3 separate regions of the Capsicum annuum genome follow, and all the other regions are linked to region 2. A link is a contact called in public Hi-C data. All regions are on one chromosome and are shown on one strand. The core of a region is the stretch at or near the end of the contact, and the rest is flanking DNA. Distances in the headings are between cores, read along the strand shown. Region 1 holds the start of LOC107845381 (zinc finger protein GIS2). Region 2 holds the start of LOC107845650. Region 3 holds the start of LOC107845395 (phosphatidylinositol/phosphatidylcholine transfer protein SFH8).

Region 1 (2,906 bases), core at 216-2,715, 220 kb before region 2:
TCAAAAAAAAAAAAGAAAAATGGCATAAACAAATAAAAATGTAAAAGAAAAAAATGAAAAAAAAAAAGAGATATAAAAAACATGAAAAAAATGAAAAAGGGAAAAAATAAAAAAGAAGAAATCGAAGATTAAGGGAAGGGATCAAATTTACCTCTCAAGTTTAGAAAATTGGCTAAATATATCGTTCATCAAATTTTGGGGTCACATATTCACTTGATATTGTACTTTAGGGCCAAATCTAGTCTCATACTTGGAAAAAAATGGCTAAATATATATTCTTCGTCATATTTTGAGGCTAAATTTAAGAAACTTTTCATATGTACCCTTTCTTTAATAGAAATTTTCAAATCAATGTTTAATGCCCTTTTTTAAAAAAATAAAATAACCCTAATTCAATTCGAGCCATAAAAAAAAATCACAAACAACTATACCTCCCTCAGTTTTGTTGATCAAAATTTTTCAATGAAATTAAGTCACTAGATATTTATTAGTGCGTAACTCATTAAAAATGGATCTACATCAGTACAAACTTAAACAAATATACCCTCCCCAGTTCATGGATCTGCATTAGTGTAGAGCTCATGAAAAATGACACTTAGCGGTCAAATTCAACAGACTAGGTCTACTGATATTTTTTCTGGATGATTGAGTTATGAGGTCTCGTTACGTGTCAATCGTGACAACTCTTTATTCTTATGTCTTTATATACAATTTGGATCTATATATCATGTCATTTGCTTAGAAAACTTATCAACTAATTTTAGAATCTAGATGCACATAAAATTGCATACCAAATTTTGAAAGTTGAAAATAATTATAACATGAGCAAAGTTTGTAATAGACATTTTCTCTAGTTCCATGCTTCTGCGTTATCACATTTCATTCTACCTTTTGTTCATTTATAAACAACCTACTAATGTAACACGTTGAAGAGAAATATAATTATTCGTTGAGAAAATTCGACCAAGAGAACTGAGAGAGGGGTGTATTTATTTGTGTATTTTTTGTGGGTCAGATCTGGGGAGGGTTAAATTACGATATGTTTTATTTTTAAAAAATGGACCATTTAGCTTTGATTTGATCTTTTTTGTTGAAAGAAGTGCACATGTTAAAAATTTCTTAACAATGAGGATAAATTTGACCCCAAAGTATGACGTTGAGAGTAAATTGATTTCAAAGTATGATAAAGGATACATTTAGTCAATTTTTTAAAATAAAAGAGTAAATTTGATCCCAAAATATAACATTAAGTATATATTTAATAGTAAAGTAAGACAAATAATATATTTGACAATTTTTTAAAATAGAGGGGTAAATTTGACCCCTTTCCCATAAATAGATGATTCTACCTTTTTTTCCTAGTTAAATTTATGAATTGCTATTTCAAAAAACCTTTTTTTTTTTTTTTTTTTTTTTTAATTTTAACAAAAATAAAAAGGTAAAGGCTATATTGGGTATCCATCAACTTAGGGGGGCAACCCTTACCCGAAAACCGGTAGCTATTTCCTTCGCCTGGCGCTCGCCTTATCCATTATTCCTTAGTACTTTCTTTCTCGTGCCCTCGCTCTATTTCTCTCTCTCTCAGCATCCCAAAATCTAACCCTAATTGCCAGATCTACCACGCTGTTTCAGGTTCATCTCTTTCTTTTCTTTCTCCGTCTTTCTATTTCTATTTTTCCTTCTAGGATTAGCTTTGTGATTTATTTTTACTCTTTAATGAATGACCTTGTATTTATATTGTATTTTTTTTTACTACCCTGGTTTCTGAGCTACGTTGTGTGTAACTCACTAATTCCACGGAATAATTGGCAGCTCCAACCACCATTTTCTATTTTAGCCGGCTGTTATATGTTTCTAAGTTTTTATTGTTCTATGTCGCCCTACTTTGAAATTGATATGAGGTTTTAGATAGAGGAAGACCAGCTAGCTGGGGATTAAAGTGTAGTCGGTTGATTGGTTTAGGTTTTATTGTTGGATAGTAGCTGAACTGGTTCTTAACTCGGAGTCTTTTGGTCATGTTGGAACTCAAATATTGATTGGAATACTTTATCAGCTAGAAGTAGAACTATATCTTTATATATAATTATTCATTTTATTTTTTGTCACATTTATTCTAGTATTCCTAGTAGTTCCCCGTTTTTGTGTGTTTCTTGAGTGATTGTTCTTGCATAGTGTTTTTCTATCCAAAATTATCTGGGAAAGAACAAGTGACATATCTAACCACTGTTATAAATTGGGGAGGAAGCTGTGTGTACAAGTGCTTTCTTTGTTGCTTTTGAATAGGTGGAAAGAAGGATGTAAAAGATTAATGAGAATGCGAGAAGCTGAGAGATTTTGTGTTTTAATGCACGGGCCATTCTACTAAGGGTTGGTGTGTGGTGATGGGCTGTTTTACTATTCTGCTTATTGATTCCAATTGATTTCTTGATGAATGAAATTGAAGATATCTGAACATATTTCAGCTCTTTATCCATCCTATCCCAACTAAAAAGAAAAAGAAAACGAGAACTTTTGAAACTAAAGGTGATTGGAGGCTGAAATAAATCTAAACCCCATTTAACTTTTCGAACCTGGATAATTGGAAAAAAGCAGTTGTTTTCTCTGTTGTTCTTCATTTTCCGTGGCCGGGGTTGCAGAGTGTATCTGTTGGTCAGATCTTACACCTTGTGGGTCTGGGTGCGCTTGTTGTGAATATACTGATAGATTATAGTAAGGAGGAATGGTGATGTGAGGATTGAAGTTGATAACATGGGGAGAAAGGATGTAACTGGGGAGGCACGGTGCAGTCATTGTTTAGCTACATGATGAAAATGCTTGACTTGTACCATGAATCTTCCTTTTTGATTCAACAAAGTCTGTTACCTTTTGTAAAGTTAAAGACTTAAAGATATGTATATATTGTACTC
Region 2 (2,917 bases), core at 95-2,594:
AGATCTTTGCATTGGCAAGCCTGGAATGCAGTTCATCCTTACATCAAGAACCTTTCTTTGAATTAACTTCTTGCATTCTGGCCCAACCTTTGTGAAGTAATTATATGGTAGTGACAAATTCTTCAAGTTGGACAGCTTGCACAGCAGTTCAGGCACAGCACCATAGAACTGATTTTGTGCCAAGTTCAGTATCTGCATCTTAGCCAAACATCCAAATGAAAGAGGTATTATCCCAGTTAACTGATTTTTGCTCACATCGAAAATAGTGGCCTTACTTAAAAGCCCAATTTCATAAGGCAAGCACCCAGTGAGCTGGTTGTTCAAGAACAGTACTTCACGTAATGTTTTACACGCTTGGCCAATGCTACGGGGAATTGGACCAGTGAATTTGTTGTTGGCTAAAGTTAAGTAAAGAACTGGAGTTGATCCCAAGTTAGCAGGAAGTTTCTGCATTAAATTGTTGTTGTTGATGAACAGAACATCAAGGTTTAGCAAGAAAACTTGAGGCGGAACTACCCCGGAAAACATATTGAACCTAAGGTCCAAGAAATATAAGTTCTTGGCATTAAGAACGTTATATGGGAATTCACCATTATAATTGTTGTTGCTAAGGTCTAGCTCATAGAGGTAACGAAGATTGGCGATTTTTTTTGGGATTGTGCCTTTAAACTTGTTGGAATTTGCATGAAAGATTGTTATGTCTGGTAGTTCATCAAGAAAGCCATCAAGAGTGAGGTCAGGGCCATCAAACTTGAATTGATTAAAGTCCACCGCAGCTAATGATTGAACCTTATAGTTAGGAACCACTGCACAATGGAAACCCTTGTACTTGTTACAAACATCAGAGCCAACCCATGTGGTCGTAATGCCAAGGGGGTCATGCTTGATTTTGGCCTTAAACTTTTGGATAACATGATAGGCGATCTCGACACGTTTACTTTCAAAGAAGAGCAATGGTGGTGATGGTGGCGGAGGGCAAGGAGGTTCGGGTGGTGGAGGGGGTGGGGGACAATCTTGATTATCCGGGAGAGGTGGTGGTGGAGAATTACCACCACCTCCACCGATGATTATCTCCAATGTTTCTCTACTAATTTGGCCAAGAATTGGACTAGCAAGAACTAGACAATTCTGAAAGCATATTTGGAGGATAAAAACAATAGAGATAATGGTAGCCATTTGCTCATAGACTGAGGGGCAGTGGATTTGGAGTGATACAAAGATCAATTATATGAGGAGATTAATTGGAAAAATAGAGGAATAGACTAGTATTGGTTCATAGTCACGAGAAGAAAGAAAAGCATTAACAGTACAAACTATTTTGTCGACAAGTAACCAAGTTGTTGCCCTCTCACTTTCACATATGAACATTTTCGTCCTTTTATGACTAGTCAATGATTCCATAAATTATTGTGTTAAAATATTATGAGAAAAGACATCAATTTTTTTCTCGAACTTATTCGCTCAACTTACTTTATCACTTAAATTAAATTTTTATTTATTTACCCTTAATATGTTTAAAGTAAATTTATTTCACCTTCAAAATCACAATCCCAATTTCACAATAAAGAGTGCACTACACACGCGTCATGTCAGTACCAAATTAGTGTCACGTCAGTGTCATTTCATTGCCATGTAAGAAATTATAATTTTAAAAAAAAAAAAGTAATCTCACTCACATACTATGTTTATGTATTTTTGTTTTAAAAAGTAAAAAATATATATGTACTATTTATTTAAATATATATATATATATATAACTATATATATATAAATAGTACATATATATTTTTTACTTTTAAATATATATATATATATATATATTTAAATAATATTATATATATATTAAAGAAAATGCCCTACCCCACCCCATTTTTCTTCTTCTTCAGACCCCCCCCCCCCCCTCTCTTCCAGTCCCCCGCAACCCCAACCCTGTAAATAGGTACCCCCGCCCCCTCTCCCGCTCTTTCTCCCCTTTCAGCCCCACCCCTACCCCCTACTCTTTCTCCCCTTCCAGCCTCCCCCACCCCTTACTTTCTCCCCTTCCAGCCTCCCCCACCCCTTCTTTCTTGTTCAAAAACAAAAATACCCCCTCCTCTTCCAGCCCCCTCCCCTACAAACAGGTTCCCTCGCCCCCTGCCGTTCTTTCTCCCTTCCAACCCTCCCCACCTTTCTTATTCAAACATAAAAACACCTCCATCAAGTTAAAATTAATTTTTTCACTTATTTTACTGTTCAAAAATTGTTTTATTAATCAAAAAATTCAAAAGTAAAAATCAAAATAAATCTCATTGTTGATAAGTGGTTCAAAAATAAAATCATCAATTTAATTTAATATTTGTTCAAATTTTTAGGGAGTTGGATTGAAGGTTGAGATGGTGTTCAATAGAGAAAAAATTTTAATTCGGTGTCTTCATGTTTATTCTTTGGTGGTATTAATGAAGGAAAATAAAAAAAATTAAAGGAGAGTGTTGGTGGAGAATGGATTTGATGTTATTAATGAAGGAATTTGAGTGTTTTTCTTAATGATGTTTTGGAGAAGAAAAGAAGAAAAAGGTGTTCAGTTTTTTTGTTAAAAAGAATTTCTATTATATTTAAAATATAATATTAGTGAAATTAATTTTTGTTACAAATTAAACGTGCCTATTTTTTCTTGAAAATGTCATGTCAGTATTAGGGGTGAAATAAATTCACTTTAAAGATGTTAATGGGAGAAAATAAATGGAAGTTTAGTTTAAATGCTAAAGTAAGTTGAGAGGACAAGCTCAGGAGTAAATCATGTCTTTCCTTATATATTATCAATAAGCTTCCATTGTATTATCTCATGTATTATCAATTTTTTAATAAACTGCAACTTGAACTCCCGAGTTGCCTATCTTCTCTTTCTATTTTAGTAGCCAATTCCTTTGATTATCATTTG
Region 3 (2,819 bases), core at 92-2,591, 160 kb after region 2:
ATTGTTTCATTAGTTTAAATGCAATGTTTGTTTTGATTGTTAAATCTTATTGTATCATATTTTTAAATTCATCATTAGATAAAGACAAAAAGCCTTATTTTGTGTAACGACCAATCTGGTGTGATCACATTGTTACCTTTTTTTCTCCTCATTTTCTATTTACTTATCATTTAGTAATCCTATTTTTTCATTTATCCTAACTTTTTATAGTATCTCTACCCCATAAGCTTTTTACCATAAGTCTACCCTTCAAATAGTTGATTTTGACATTATGTAACGACAGAAAACAATACAATCTATCCAAATATTACATTCATTAAAACAAGACAACACGATAACATATTGTGAACCAATATATAACCACCATCCAAACAGTGTGTTAGACTGAAGTCAGCCATATTACTCTACAAATGTGAGCTTCAACCACTCTCAAACCCAGATAAAGGCACAAGGTTGTGGCGTAGCAGCATTGACCCAAGGGTCGTCACTCAAACATCCTTTGTCAAAAAATTATATGTGCATATAGAAAATAATTCAGTATACACAGGCCAAAAACAACTTTTTAGAGATATATACTAAAGATTTAAGCACCATTAGCAAAATTCCTAGATTCGCCACACAATTACACGAGTTGACAAGCACCTAAAACCTAGTCTAGCTAATAAATCCTCTCAAAACCTATAAGGAAGAGTGTAATGGAAAATTCATTATCAAAGGAAAATATCAAGAAACCTCTAAATACTAATTTGGAATCGATACATAATTACTTTACTAAGCAAAACCGTATCCAAATATAAACCTGTTTTTTTGTTTCCACCCAGTGTCCAGTAAACTCATTGGAGTTCAACTGAATCGGATTCACATGAGGAAGTCTCACTTTGGGGAAAAGCGCTCCCTAACAAAGGTGACTCTGTAGAATTGAAACCGAGACGGAGACGGTTAAGGAATTTTTAAAATTTTAACCTGTTTCATCAATCATTGAACTGCATACTGACACAAAAAAACACTAATGTAACTAAAATTCAACAATGCAGTTCAAAATCAGTAAAGAAGGTCAACTCACAAGGCATTGCAAATCGATCTAATGGACCTGACATAGCCGCCGACGATGAATCCTGATGATTAGTAGATCGGAGAATACAAAGAGCGTGATAAGAATAATTGTAAACACAAGAAGATTTGGATAACTCACTAGATCGAAAAAGAGCTGTTCAAAACCCTACTAGAAGATTAACAAGAAAAAATGAAAATTCCTTGAATATTCAGTCGGTGGGAGAAGAAAAATGGGAAGAAACAGAGCTGGAGCCACCTATTTTGGAAGTATATGAGCATTGATCGGACGGCTATAAATGCATCAAAATATTTGTAACGGAGAAGAAAGATTAGCGGTATTTTAGGACTGAAAATTAAAGACACCAAACGGAAACTAATACTCCCTCCGTCCTATTTTATGTGTCGTCATTTGACCGGGCATAAATTTTAAAAAATAAGAGAAGACTTAATAATATTTATCAAATTATCCTTTATAAAAAAATGTGCTACTATTTTTTTTAATTAAGTGGGTCCAATAAGGATAAAAATATAATTGTGTTTTTAAATATTTACCAAATAAGGAAACATGACATTCTTTTTGAGACGGACTAAAAAGAAAATGATGAAATATAAAATGGGACAAAGGAAGTAATAATTTACGACTCATGTGGACCGGCTAGATGGACACCTGAAGGGTGCAATAAACTCCCAAGAGTTCAACCGAAAAATAAAAAGGGAATGGACAAGAATAGTCACTCGACTAAAAAAATTGTCGCCGAATGGCCATTGATTTTGAATTTCCAAAACATAGCCATTTAGGCCATTTTTTGTTACTGCCTTCATTTATTTTTTTTTGGCCTTTTAGCTATTTTTTTAAATTGCTACTCTACTTTAGAGTAGATCCAGCTTCCCTCCGGGTCTCAATTAGGGTATGTGGTCCTATCCTAAAAGAAAGATCCTATCTTGCCTCCCTGAAATAAAGGGTTTTAACTACCTCTGAAGAGGCCTCCCCTTCCGTACCTACTCCGCAAGGTCTTGCTCCTTTCACTTCCTCTTCAACAAGATATGACCCTTTTAGTGGCTATAGTGGCGTACTTAGGTAATGAAATTCTCGACCAACCCTATCCCCTAACCCTCGGAGTGAAAAAGGCGCATCTACACTTTTTTGAAAAATTCATTGCTTGCTCTCTTTTTCTAAAAAAATTTGTCTTTTTTCACTTTTTTTTTCGCAACTCCATTTTAAAAAGAAAGAGTTATTCTTCTAATTGGTATAGTTTTTCTAACAATCAAATACGATTTTATAATATTGTAATTGTTGCTCTTCTTTTTTATCAATCAAATACAATATTTGATGTCAAATACATGAATTTTTGATACCAAATACAAATACATATTTTATACAATAATTGTATAAAAATATATCAATATGGAATTAAAGTGTATCAATATGGTATAAAAGTGTATCAATTGAGTATAGAGACTGCATGTGTTCAGTTGGGTCAAATGGCTAAAAAAGAAAAATAAATTGCCCCAACTGGCTTCAATTGTCCACATTTTCAAATTGTAGGTTATTTCTTTTCAAAGTGGTCAGCCCATATCCTTTAACTGTTAACCCGTTTGGCCATAAAAAAATTTCATTTTTTTGATAAATTATTTCACTTTAGTGAAAATTGACGTGTTCGGTCATGAGAATTTCAAATTCAATTTCAAATTATTTTTGAAAACTGAAAATAAGTTTTACTTTTTTTCAACTTTAATTTCAACTTAATTTGTTATTATAAATGACC

Evidence for each region. Hi-C and Micro-C count contacts between places; a contact is called where the count stands out from the background.
Region 1: a contact with region 2 is called in a Hi-C map of leaf, with 2.1 times the contacts expected there. The contact joins the promoter of LOC107845381 here to the promoter of LOC107845650 in region 2. A contact is called at or near these places in 2 of 5 Hi-C or Micro-C datasets (leaf and placenta).
Region 3: a contact with region 2 is called in a Hi-C map of placenta, with 3 times the contacts expected there. The contact joins the promoter of LOC107845395 here to the promoter of LOC107845650 in region 2. A contact is called at or near these places in 2 of 5 Hi-C or Micro-C datasets (leaf and placenta).

Annotation. Positions count from the first base shown.
Region 1 is chr10:54,952,765-54,955,670 of UCD10Xv1.1, forward strand. LOC107845381 (zinc finger protein GIS2) reads left to right here and starts at 1,466. Exons shown (of 4, transcript XM_016689669.2): 1 at 1,466-1,632.
Region 2 is chr10:55,175,150-55,178,066 of UCD10Xv1.1, forward strand. It overlaps LOC107845650, which reads right to left and starts at 1,345. Exons shown (of 1, transcript XM_016690080.2): 1 at 1-1,345. The coding sequence starts at 1,176.
Region 3 is chr10:55,340,151-55,342,969 of UCD10Xv1.1, forward strand. It overlaps LOC107845395 (phosphatidylinositol/phosphatidylcholine transfer protein SFH8), which reads right to left and starts at 1,342. Exons shown (of 14, transcript XM_047397921.1): 1 at 1,064-1,342. The coding sequence starts at 1,097.